Regions from separate parts of the Mus musculus genome. Here all the other regions are linked to region 2. Evidence: chromatin contacts called from public HiChIP or PLAC-seq data. All regions are on one chromosome and are shown on one strand. Each heading gives the region's core, a stretch centred on a gene start, on an enhancer-like site or on the middle of the called end of the contact. The rest is flanking DNA. Distances are from core to core; before and after follow the strand shown.

The links. HiChIP or PLAC-seq counts read pairs in DNA pulled down with a chosen protein or histone mark.
Region 1: a contact with region 2 is called in a FOXA1 HiChIP or PLAC-seq map of pancreatic cancer cells. The contact joins two enhancer-like sites. A contact is called at or near these places in 2 of 115 datasets of contacts at active chromatin or transcription factors (embryonic stem cells and pancreatic cancer cells).
Region 3: a contact with region 2 is called in a FOXA1 HiChIP or PLAC-seq map of pancreatic cancer cells. The contact joins two enhancer-like sites. A contact is called at or near these places in 2 of 115 datasets of contacts at active chromatin or transcription factors (bone marrow-derived macrophages and pancreatic cancer cells).

Annotation. Positions count from the first base shown.
Region 1 is chr19:47,884,316-47,888,510 of GRCm38.p6, reverse strand. Gsto2 (glutathione S-transferase omega 2) reads right to left here. Exons shown (of 9, transcript NM_026619.2): 8 at 3,749-3,855; 9 at 2,206-2,493. The coding sequence ends at 2,322. Among named protein-coding and RNA genes, the nearest start is that of Gsto2, 21 kb to the right of the region's middle. Within about 2 kb of position 1,675, at least 135 of the 459 cell types and tissues checked have an H3K27ac peak or open chromatin away from gene starts, as enhancers often do. A contact at or near this core is called in pancreatic cancer cells, where this site is marked.
Region 2 is chr19:47,312,860-47,316,968 of GRCm38.p6, reverse strand. Sh3pxd2a (SH3 and PX domains 2A) reads left to right here. Exons shown (of 15, transcript NM_008018.4): 8 at 2,803-2,934. Among named protein-coding and RNA genes, the nearest start is that of Gm29834, 28 kb to the right of the region's middle. Within about 2 kb of position 2,703, at least 228 of the 459 cell types and tissues checked have an H3K27ac peak or open chromatin away from gene starts, as enhancers often do. A contact at or near this core is called in pancreatic cancer cells, where this site is marked.
Region 3 is chr19:46,456,727-46,460,747 of GRCm38.p6, reverse strand. The region is part of intron 8 of Sufu (SUFU negative regulator of hedgehog signaling); the gene reads right to left. Among named protein-coding and RNA genes, the nearest start is that of Trim8, 43 kb to the left of the region's middle. Within about 2 kb of position 1,322, at least 73 of the 459 cell types and tissues checked have an H3K27ac peak or open chromatin away from gene starts, as enhancers often do. A contact at or near this core is called in pancreatic cancer cells, where this site is marked.

The sequences.
Region 1 (4,195 bases), core at 426-2,925, 570 kb before region 2:
ACACGTGACTGAGCAGCCACCCCGGCCATCATTCATGTTTAACATTTATATTTTCCTCCCCAACCCCCATAAGAACTCTTCATGAAATATTATTGATTTGTTTCATATTCTTCAGGCTCAGTCCTCGTTTCGGCCAGAGATTGGTGACTCCACCTTGCTGCGTGAGTTAGGAAGGTGACATCACGAACCAGAGGAGAGGCGGGGAAGATGGATCAGTGGTTAAGAGCATTTGCTCTCTTGCAGGGGACCTGGGTGTGCACCTACATGGGGGAAATCAGCCGTGTGACTCCAGTCCCAGAGGACCTGTGCCATCTTCTGACTTCCTCCTTGGGCACCGGGCACACATGTGACGCACATGCATACACAGAGCAACACACTTATACACACATTAAAAAAAAAAAAAACTTTAAAAAAAAAGAAAATATAACAGCAAAGAGGAGCAGGAAGTAACAAGAGCAAAGCAGTGAAGGGAGCCAGGACCCTGGTGGCCTGCAGAAGTCACACACACCCAAAGGGCATCCGGACCCCAGACAAGGCTGTGGGTCATCAGCCTGTGACCTTGCCCTTGGTTATTATTCTCTCCAGCCTATGTTTCCAGGTTCTTCAAGCTTTGTAAATTACTGTGAAGCCTCAAGAAAGCAACTCTCTAACCCAGAGAGATACCACTTCTGTACCAACAGTTTGGCCACAGGCTGGAGCCTCTCTAGACACCTGCAGAGTTAATCAGACCCAGCAGCCCTGGTAGAGACCACAGGAACAATTCCCTCCTTCCGAGCTCAGATCCCAGCAAGCAGTGGTTCACGGACTCTACAGTAGCTCGGGTGCCACAGCAACGGGGCACCACATCCGGAACAGATGGTTCCACAGACTGCCTGTCACATGCCTGTCTTTTCTGGCAGGCCTGGTCACCTTGCCAAATAGGCCTGCCTCTGTCCAACCGGCATGGCGTAGCACCTGGTAACTACTTATGTGGTGGAAAAGGAAGCCTGTGACCAACAGCTGGCAGAGCCAGCTGAAATGTAGGGAGTAGGGAGGGTTGGTCTGGGTTAAGTCCAAAGCAGGGGCACGTTGAAGTCGGAACTTCACACTCGCTGTTGCCTGGCCTCTGGGCATGGCTGGGGATACTGAAATGCTGGAAGAATCTTAAGAGACAACAACACAAAACAACCACAGGCAGATGAGGATACACTAGCTAAAAACAGCATGGGACAATCCTTCTGTAGAGGAAGTGGTGGCAGCAGCCTTCTGCTGAAGTCACCTGCTGGCAGACCAGCCACCTCAGGCAAACCGATGTCTTCTCCATCTTAGGTGGTGTGGTGCTGCCTGGCCAAGTTGATAGAGGGCTACAGAAAAGCCAAGTCAGACCACCACTGCAGGGCAAGGTCCAGTACACTGGGCTAACCCCCAGACCAAGCTGGTGCAAAGATGGGAGATCTCCACGGGCAAGGTTCGAGTCTCCATCAGTTATCCTCCAGTGGTCCAGGATTGATGGACCCACCAAGCAACCAGAAGCATCTGTTGGAACCAACTGCGTATGTGACACGTATCCAGCGGTGACCTTTGCCTGTGAGTGGGATCAGGGGGGAGGGTGTTTTGGAGACAGGATGCTGGTTAATAAAATATGTTGTGAGACATCCTGAGCCCCAGCAACACTAGTGAGATCCTGACGTAGTTAGTCCAGGGTGATAAATGGGTGTTTCATTTCCTGCTTTGGAATTCTTTCCAGTCACAAGACCCTGGGTGTCTCCCAGGCTCATGGCCAAAGTTTGAACAGGAATGACACACACGCCTCCCCATGGGGGCAGCGGCGCTTCTTTGCTAAAAGACCATATTTCATCATAGAGTATGTGTGGTTGGATTCTTTCTTTCTTTTTTTTCTTTTTTCCTTTCCTTCCTTCTTTCTTCATCTCCTCCTCTCCCTCCTCCTCCCTCTCCTCTTCCCCCTCCCCCCTCTCCATCTTCTCAAGTTTTCTTCTCACCAGAGAAACTTTTGATGAGTTCCAACCTACAGTGACAAACGTCTGTCAATCAGGCCCGTCGTACCAGCGCTGTGGCCAGTAGTCTGGAAATCAAACTAGCCAGAGGCCAGGCAGCCAGGGGTCACACTACCTCCCAAAATGCCCTTCTGCTTCTGTGCTGGGCACTTTCTAGAGAATCATTAGAGGCTACAGGCTTCAGGAGTCAGACCCGTGATAATTAGACTATATTTTACACATCCATATTTATTAGGGACCTCAAAAAAAAAGAACAAATACACGGAACCCCAAGATGACCCGTGATGCAGACATCAGAATGACCGAGAGTCCCGGGCAATGCCTGGATTATCGTATGATTGGGTTACACAGCCCAAAATCAAAGGCACAAGGGTTGTTTTGGAAATAGAGATTCAAGAAGCCCAGGAAGACGCTCTTATCAGTGTGCAGAGCACACACTGCAGGGTCCTGCTTCATGGAGGCTATCCAGAGCCGCAGCATCGGGGTGTGATTCACGCAGCTGCAAGACAGGAAAGGGACAGGGTGGGGACGAGGACAGTTATCACTCTGTAGATGAGAAAGAAACAAAACTATGGATTTCTTTGGGAAATATGGTAAGCTTGGTTATTATCCGGTAAGCCTGATCTTTGCTGAGGAAAAGGGCTTACTTGGAACCGGGTGTCCAACTGTTGACACTGTCACAGTGGCTTCTGTGAAAGTGACAGGGCACCTGTGAACTGAGGCAGGGGGATCCAGCATCTTGATTTCATGGCTAACAGACTAACTGTCTGACAACCTCTCTAGCCAACAGTCTTAGACCATTTGCAGATTTTTACTTTTAAGGCTTTGAAAAAAAGAGTGGCTTCCCAAAACATTTTAAAAATAAATTTAAAGCAAGCATGAACCCTTGAAAGCCAGGCTTTTACAACATGGACTGGGAATTCCAGTCTAGGGTCTGGCAGACGACCCACTAAGGTCAGACAGCTGGTAGGCTGGCGGCCAGGACACTTGTTAGAGTCTTACTAATCTGGGGCTCTCCACCCTGCCGTGGAAGGAGGTGGGCTTATAAGTTACCTGTATGTCTTGCCACCCAGTCTTGTGTCTAATCCAAAGAGCTACTTTCCAAACCCTAGAGATGCCAGGCATGCCTGATGTGGCTGGCTGGTGTCCGAGTCAGAAGCACTGCACGTGGCCAGTGTCACCTCTGAGCTTTAAATATCCCTGCCACACTTTAAACATGCTTAGAGTGTGGCACTGGTGTGTGATACGTGGCTGCTACTTTGTTTATATGAAGAGTAACACGTGGGTTGCTTTGGAAACCTGATTTTCAAAGGGCACTTCTATTTGGGGGGGGGGGGCGGGGGGACATGAGATGGGACTCAGACACGTGGCATGCTCCGAGTGACTCAGCAGGACCATGTGTGTGTGTGTGTGTGGCCATGGAGGGAGCTACAGATAATTTTTTTCTGTTTCTGTGGATGCACAGGGGACAGTGGTCTCTGAAGCATGGTGGCGGGAGTGGGGGGTGCAGGTAATTTGCACTCAGAATCTTTCTTAGCCATAGACATGTAGGAAGCATGAGCCTGTACTCAGTAGGAGAAGGACACAGGTATATTTGGACACGGAACCATGCATGGGTGGAGCTCAGTCCTGGTTTTTGTTTCACAAACAGCCTGAGACAGTCCACGTGGGGGCAGGGGGGGGCGCGGTGGGACCCAGAGCTTCTCAACAATTGGCACTCATTGAATTTGCAGTCACATAACCAGATGTCTTACTCAGCCAGTCCATATACGTCCAGGCGCTCAAACCAGGGCCAGACGAGGTAATCAATCATGGATATACAGTCTCCGCCGAAGAAGGTAGTGTTCTGATATTCAAGAATCTAGAAATATACACAGGACCATAGCCAGTTAATGTATACTCTGATTTGCTGACGTATGCTGCAGATGCTAAATATAAGTATCATATTAATTACAAGGAAGGAGAACTAGCTTGTCAGTCTCCTGTCTTCAAGAGACCACTTTGTCCCTCCCCACGGTGCCTCCTCCAAGTCCCTGAGGGCCTGTCTTGACCACATCCTGGTCTCTGCCTTTCTTCAACAGTGAACAAAAAAAAAAAAAAAAACAAAACAAAACAAAAAAAAACATGGCTCATTGACTGGAGAATTTGGAAAGAGCAATTCAGGAAGAGGTGGCCTAGCTCTTCCCTTAGCCTGACACGGA
Region 2 (4,109 bases), core at 1,454-3,953:
GGGCAGGGTCCTTCTTAGAGACTAAGAATCAGCGGCACCTGTAGGCCACGTGTGCCGCAGGAATTAAGAATGTGCTCGGTGGCATAGACTCGGGTACTGTCTGTCCCAGCTGAGGAGGCTGCTTCCTCTCGTGACATTCACGTTGCACACGTGCAACACGAGGCTGTGTGGAGCCTACTGTGGGAACTGTGCTGCAGTTGGGTGCTGAGTGTGGACTGACCCCAAGAGGCCCTGATGAGGACTTGCATGAGTGGTGCTGCCGGGACTTGGAGGCTCTCAACTGCTACAGAACTCCTGCCGCTGGCCCCCACGCCCCCATTTGGATCTTGTATTCTCCCTCATTTTTTCACACTTAAGGTCCTCTCGGTGTCTGGCTGCTTTTTAGTTGTGTTACACTTGCACTGACAAGCACTTATATCCCCTAGGGCACAGTCGAGAGGGTGACAGGGGGTGGCGCCTGTCAGCCCAATGCCCAGTCTATTGCTAGCTGGTGCAGAAGCTGCCAACTGTGTGTACAGAGGCGGGGCTGCCCTTCTGCCCAGCTGTTGGGTTGTGCTTCTGCCTGAAATACAATTCTGGCTTCGCAGGGGGCTGCCTGGGGCTTGCCTGTGTGCACTCATGGGGTACACCTCAGCTTCTGAGTCTCCAGAGGGTACGGCTGTGGCTGCAAAGCCCCACATCTGTGAGAGAAAAGTACCAGGCCCATGGGAGGCTCTCCCAGGAGAGCCTCTTTTGATCTCCTAGCATCTTCTGGCCACAGACCCTGAAAGACCCTTCTTCACAAAGGTCACAGAGGTCTAAACAGTGCCTCTCACTTTGGCTGCATATCTGAACCGTGGGACAAGATGGGCTATGCAAAGTGATTCACACTGAGGCCCCACCCATTAAAACTGGCTCTCTGAAGCCTGGGCATGAGAGTTTGGGGATTAAAGGCTCCTGTGACATGTCTAAGCAAAGGGTCATTGTGTCAGAAGGACAGTGTGTGTGTGTGTGTGTGTGTGTGTGTGTGTGTGTGTGTGTAAACAGACCAGAATTCTGTGATTAGAAGAGAGGCGGACTTGAACCTTCGGAAAGTCCATGAGTGTGTGTTTCGGCTGTCTCTATATGAGCTGTGGGAACTACATGTGCCTCTTCAGCTCCTCTCTGAGCCTCTCATTAATTTATGAGGTAAACGGGAAGAGAAGGGCCGTCTCGAGGTGGACTGAAGCCATACCTGCCTGGCATGTGAGTCAGACTCAGTCATGCAGAGGGAGGGGTGTGTCCGAGGGGTGAGGCACCACAAGAGACTGGAAACGCCAGGCCATTTGTATGGCCACACTAGTGGTGTTAAGCCCCAGCCTTCCTGAACATGGGTAGAGGTTTGCATTTGTTTTGGTTCTGAGACAGGTTTCTTGACTGGCAACCCGGGCTAATGTTGAACTCCTTCCTGATTCTCCTGCCTCAGCCACTACTGTGGGAATTACAGACTGACTGGCAACTATATGGTTGTAAGAAATGTACTAGGAATTCCCTCGGGGGTGGAGCGTCTGGGAAGGCTTCCTGAAAGAGGTGATTAGTCATTTTCTGGCTTGTGGATTTGTATAAGGCTAGCAGGGCATACTGTCTTTGGGAGTGTCCACAGTATCAGTTGAAGAGCAGGAAAGATGTGACGGCACATCCAGCCATATACCCTTTAAGCCGAGATGGCACCCAGCCTGTCCATTTGCCAGCTTGGTGCTTGTTTAATGAATGTCACACCAATACAGTGGCCAAACAGGACAAAGAACTGCCTTGCTCCTGGAAGCAGGACTCACAGGCCCTCTCTCTGATACACCCTGGCCTTTGACTCCAAGGCTTTTAAAACTTCCCAGCACTTAAAGACAAGGGGAACCGGGCAGCCTCTGCTGGCTGAGATGGCAGAGAGACCCAGGAAGGCTCCTCTGGAAAGCCTAAAGCTGCTATCTGCCTGGCCCCTGGAGAACCAGGAGGACAGGAATGGAGCCGAACTTGGGGAAAAGTTGGCGTGGGGAGGGAGGGGCGCTCGGCCCGCCAGCGCTGGCGCTGGGACTTTCTTCTTGGGTTTCAAGTAAATAGTCTGGGCCCTCCTCCCATCCCCTGCCTCCGCCCCCAGCTCCTCATTCGACGGGTCTCATGTGTTTCTATTTAAGGGTTGCGAGTAAGCCCTAGTGATTGGCGGCCTCAAAGCCTCTTGACTCTTTGCTGGACCTCGGCTGTGGAGTTCTCTCCCTCTCCCTCCTGAGGGGAGCCCCGCTCCTTTTCTCTCCGGGTTTACAGGCTTGGGGTAGAGGCAGCCAGCCTCCTGGACCTCCCAGCCCTCTCTCTTCTTTCTCGCCCCTGTGTTCTGGCCTCAGCCTTCATGGGCCGCCCACTGTGCTCCTGTGGTCCCGCTCTCACACCCCGGCCAGCCCAAGAGTCTGGAGAGATGGGAGGCCCCGGGCCTCTCAGCAGACTCCCCCATGCCGGCCTGTGACTAACGCTTCGCACGCAGCAGCAGGCTTTTCCCTCAATTTCCTTGGCTTCCGTCTCTGCCTGTCTCTGCCTCTCTCCACCCCCTTCTCCTCCCCCCCCCCCGGCCCCTGGCTCCCCATGTCCCCCGGTCCCCGCGGTGCAGCGGGCCGGTGTGGGGCCTTGCTATATGGCCTGTCCTTGGGGCCCGGCAAGCTGCGAGCCCTGGCTACGGGCTGCTCCGCGGTGCAGAGCTGGCGACCGAGCAGCCTCCCTCGAGGGCGATGGACAGAGGGCGCCCCGGCCGCGGGGCTACAGCCGGCCGCTGGCTCACCGCGTGCTTTCTGCCCTCGCCAGGTGCCGACACCAACGCCGAGCCCATGATCCTGGAACAGTACGTGGTGGTGTCCAACTATAAGAAACAAGAGAACTCGGAGCTGAGCCTCCAGGCCGGGGAGGTGGTAGATGTCATCGAGAAGAACGAAAGCGGTGAGTGCGTGTCCACTCCTGGTTCCAGCCTGGCTCCTGGGCCCGGCTGGGTTTTTGTTCCTCTCCTCCTCCCCCCACCTCTGCAGCTATACGTTATTTCCATCTGGCAGGGAGAGGGAGAGGGCCGAAGAGTCTGAAGTTCCCCTGTTGGTTTGGGCTGCAGGCCAGCAGTTTGCCTGGTGGTGGAAGAATGTCTCCCTGGCTCGAGGCTAATTAGCTGGCTTGTGCTAATGCAAGGCCAAGGTGGTATGGAAGCATCCCTCCCTCATTCAGGGACTGACCCCGTGCCATCTGAGGCCCAGAGATGGTAGCTTTAGCTCAGAGATGCCCAATGACAGCTTTCCCTGGTCGAGCTGTGTGTCTGCCAGCTAGGATCCAGGCAGGAGTGGGAGGACCCAGCCAGCTGGTGGAGAGGGCAGGCATGACATCACAATAGGTTCCAGAGTCCCCAGACCCCTAGCAAGATGTCTGAGGAAGGGCCAGGCCCTGTGGGAGGTTGGCTAGTGTCTGGCCAGTGAGTGGGTGGTGAGTTTGACCACCTCCTGCTGAGCTGGAAGCCACCAGGACTTGGGAAGAGGGCCCAGGCTCTGGATGAAGCCAGGTCCAGAAGGGGTCCTGCAGCAGGCCACTTTGTCATTAGGAGCTGACAGAGACCATGCCCATGGCTTGGCAGGATCTGCTAGCTCCAGGGTTTTTGCAGAATGGATCAAAATCCCTTGATGCCCTTGGCAAGAAAAGGCACACTCGGCAGATAGAGAAAAGTTAGTCTGTGCGTGTTGCAGGGAGAGTCAAAGGGTCCTTGAAACCACAGCATCCTCTGCTGCTTGCCCACAGCCTGCCCGGTGGGACTTAAAAGGAGTCAGGATCATTTTGGTTTCAGTTTGCTGGGGACAGGCCCTGTATATAGGTGTACCCCAGGAGTGGCACTTGTGGGCCCTTCAAGAGGGAGGCCTGTCTTTGTTCCCTTCTAATATTTTGAAAGGAGCACAATCCAAAGGGTCACTGTGTCCATTCTGTAGATAGAATGACTGAGGCACAGAGAGCTGAAGCGGAAACAAGTCTCCTGAGGTCAGAAACAGTCCTCTGAATGATAATGCCTCTGAGTAACTGCAGAGACCCTAAAGAAATCTCAGTGGACATCCTTTGGGGAGCACAGGGCTAGACTCCCCCTCCTG
Region 3 (4,021 bases), core at 73-2,572, 850 kb after region 2:
ATTAGAGGCTTGTACTACCATGCCCTGGCTTGACTCTATACTAATAGAATCGGGGCAACGGCACTCTACTGCGTGAAGTGGGGGGAAACAGCAATCCCCTGCCCCATAGGTGATATATAATACCTACTCAGCCTCAAGAACTCTCCAGCCTAGGGTCCTGCCTGTGTTCAGAGCACAGAGGGCAGGTATGTAGAATGGTTATACTTGATCTTTGCCAAAAGATCAAGGAGTGACTACCATGACAATTCAGAAGTGGACCTAATCCTCCTCTTTGTTGTTACCACCGTCTGTATAACACGATCTATATTTACCCTTCTCACTGTATAAGGTGACTTTCCACATAGCCTAGCACACCTTCCAGTGGAAAGACAAGCCTCCTGATTTGCAGTCCTAGGTGGTGTATGGCACATGCTCCAGTCACCCTGCCTTCACAGCAGACTGGCAGAACCTAATCTATAGTTCTCTCCCCTCTGGAAAGGTCTTACTTCTCCACACTCACTGAAGCAGCGCTCTCTGCCTCTATCCATGGCAACAGGGGTGGGAGGAAGAACCAAGCAGCTGAAATTCCTGCTAGCCACAGTCCTCATCCTGTGATACTCATGACGTCTACACTGGCCACATGACTTGAGACCTTCTCCTTGGGGACACCTGGAAGCAGGACACTGGGCTTGGTGACAAATCAGAAGTGAAGTACAGTGGCCTGGCAAAGCCCCAGTGCCACCTCTGGCTTTGGCTTTTTGCCTGGGAGATTATTCCCATTGCTTTCTGATTGCTGACAGAAGCTCTGAACTTTCCAGAGAAAGAGCCACTTGTAGGCCTCTCCTCAGGTCAGGCCTGGGAAAGGGTGTGAGGGAGAGGGAAGCACAGGGCCGTGTCTCACTGACAGTACTGATGAGGGGCAATGTTGCTTCACACAAACATCACACATGCACACACGTGCACCCACACGTACACACACACACACACACACACACACACACACACACATACACACACACCACACGAAGCTGAAAGGACAAAGGCAGGCGGAACAAGATCGTAACAGAGGTGCTGAGCTTCGGAAGATCCTCTGGCCACTCCATCTCACCTGGCTCCTCTGGCTTGGGGGTAAGGCCAGGACCCCTGTAGTCTCGGGTGAGAGCCCACTCTGCCCCAAGCTTTCCTTTCTCTGAGACACTGAGTCATTTCCTTTCTTCAGCTGTCACCTTTGAACCTTCCCTTTCCCTTCCCTGCAGAAATGACTCACTGCTGAAGTGTTGGGTGACACCGAAGATCAAGGATAGATGATAAAAATATTCCCGATTGTGCAACGTGGTGAAGGGGATGCAGTGTTTGCACCTAGACTCAAAGCGCCAGCCAGGAACCTTGAACGATGGCCACTGCTTGGTCTCTTTGCAGAAGTGGCGCAAAGACCAGAGTCAAAACATATGTTGAGCCACGTCAGCTTTGTCCTTTCAGACGTGGCTCTGAGCACGGCCATACAGACCTTTAGCACGACAGCTAGGTTCACAGTGAAGGAGCCAAAACAAAGCCCGTGTTCCAGGAGCAGTGGAGACGAGGCCCTGGCCTCTCCACTGTAGCCCTGAAGCAGGGTTCTCTCTGGGCTTTCCAGAGCAAGCGACTGTACTGTGCCAGTATCAGAACTGCGAGTGAAGCCACCGTGACAGAGAGGCTCCAGGCTGTCTGCTGCCCTAACACATAACCCCGACCGACAGCGGGGTCACATCCTAATCTGTCCTACGTACAAAGTGGCACCACAGCAACCAGCTGCCTTCCTAGGGGGAAACTCACCTCCTTCACCCAAACCCACTGGCAGAGTGGATGAAACCAGAGAGCTTCTTCTAATTACACTTCATGGACACCATAGGCTGAACAAAACAAACAGCTAAAGAACAACTCCCCGGCCGGCCGGCCAGGATGAGATGGGAGTGAGGGGCAGCAAAGTCACCCCATCCAAAGACGGGGGCAGAGGCCTGCACAGAGGTAAAGAGAGGAGCAGGTCTGTGTGTGTGGCTCTTACCTGCAACCCCACTATTCGGAAGGCCAAGGAAGGAGCACGGCCCTGAGTTTAGGCCAGCCTGTGCTATTGGCTACCTGTAAGTTCCCGACCAGTCTGGGCTACAGAGTAAGACTTCCATCTTAAACAGAAATAAATAAGTAAGAATAAATAAATAAATAATAAATAGAAAGAAGGAAGGGAGGGAGGGACGAGTGAGTGTGTGTGTGTGTTATGTGGAAATCTTACAGAGGTAATATCACAACAGGAGAATTCATTCTTCAGGAAATTAAGGGGTGGGGGGAGCATCCTGACACACTTCGGGTGCTATTTTAGACAAATAAGAGGCCTGGCTAAGCAGTGATACTAAGCTTGCTTGCTTTTGAAAGGCCTTCTGACTCCTCAAGAGCCTTCTCTCTAACGCACATGTACACACACATGATGCCTGCCCCTCTTTGGGAAGATGTAAGACCCAGAGTTGCTTATGGAACTCTCCTCTTCAGTGAGTCACTGGCTAAGTGAGGACAGGGACAGGATGCTAGAGGAGCAGCTTACAGAAACAGACCTTCCCCTGCACACACCTGACCACACAGGCTCGCCTGTCACCATGCCCATGGAGAGGCAGGAAAGCTAATATCAGCCTCTGGCTGACCAGGGACCTCAGACAGACAGGATGTCCCATGACTCCCACCCTGGATCCCAACAAGTGTTGGCAGGAACAGCTCTGGACCAGGCTGTCCTCATGTGGCACAAAGGGCTGCTTCCCAAACTCACCCGAGCAGGCAGTGGGAAGGGAGGCGCCAGCAAGCCGAAGGAGGCTTTTCTCAACTGATCATCTTGGGAAAAGGCAGATACAAATTTCATGGCTGGAATGCAAGGGTTGTGAAATGCTGAAGACGCCCCAAAGAGGGCCCAGGACTTGCCTTCCAGGAAGGCAGTGGGAAGAAGGCTGGCAACAGTGGATCGAGCAGAACAGGTTACCAGAGGGGCTGCCTTTCTGGGAAGCAGGAAATAGGGCTCCGGAAAGAAAGAAATCCCCTGGTCCTGAGGTGGGAGATGAGCCAGAGATAGGGTTTGTTTCTGAAGAAGAAAATGAGGCCTGTGTCTAAAAGTAATTCTATAAATGAGCCAGTTATGACACAGCTCATTATTTCTAGAATCATCGGGGCTAATGAGAGGTCTTTCTTACAGTGAAATAAGCCTGGCAATCTGCTAACATGGACCTAGCTTGTCCTCGGTGCCATGTGAGAGCTTGTCCCTATTCATGCTACAACCAGTTAGTTACCTGAGTTCCTCTGGTGAGATCATTATTATCTCAGAGGCACAGCCCGCATGGTCCTCACCTCACGGTCCCTGAGCACAGGGCAAGGAGGACCACACTTGTTGAGTGTGCCCTAAGCTACTTATCAGCTCCCTGGCCTCACCTTTTTCTTCTGTAAAAAGGAAAATACATAATAGCATCTACTTCTTACAGTGGCTTCGAGGATGAATTAAATTAATACTGGTATAAACTTTTGGCTGCTATGGATATATGAAATTAGCAAGTAGCCAATTCCCCAAGTAGGCCAGGACCCAGCGGCTGATGCTCAGCCAGATCAGCTGTTCTAAACCAATCCATCTCTGAGACCTTAGGTCAGATCCAGACCCACAAAGACCTATGCATCAGACTGCCTAGCCCAAAGTCCTGACGAAAGGAAAACTGGCCAGGCAGACCAAATAGGGCCCATGCTGTGACGGCAGCTTCCCAGGGGGAGAAGGGCAAACAGCGGTGCCAGCACATTTGGGACTGGCTTTCTCTGTCACCATCTTTATGGTGTGTCTGAAACGAGGTCAGGTCCCAGGGTGGGCAGCACAGATATTACAATGGTGCTTGCTAATCTCAACTGAGCTGACCGTTGTTGAGTTGGAGACAACAGAGAGCGAGACTCTGGGAGCTCTGAGAGCACGCTGGGGTGGTCCTAGCCGGGGAGTGAGGAGGAGAAACCACTGCTCAGCTGCTTGTTAAGTTGGCAAACAGGACCAAGA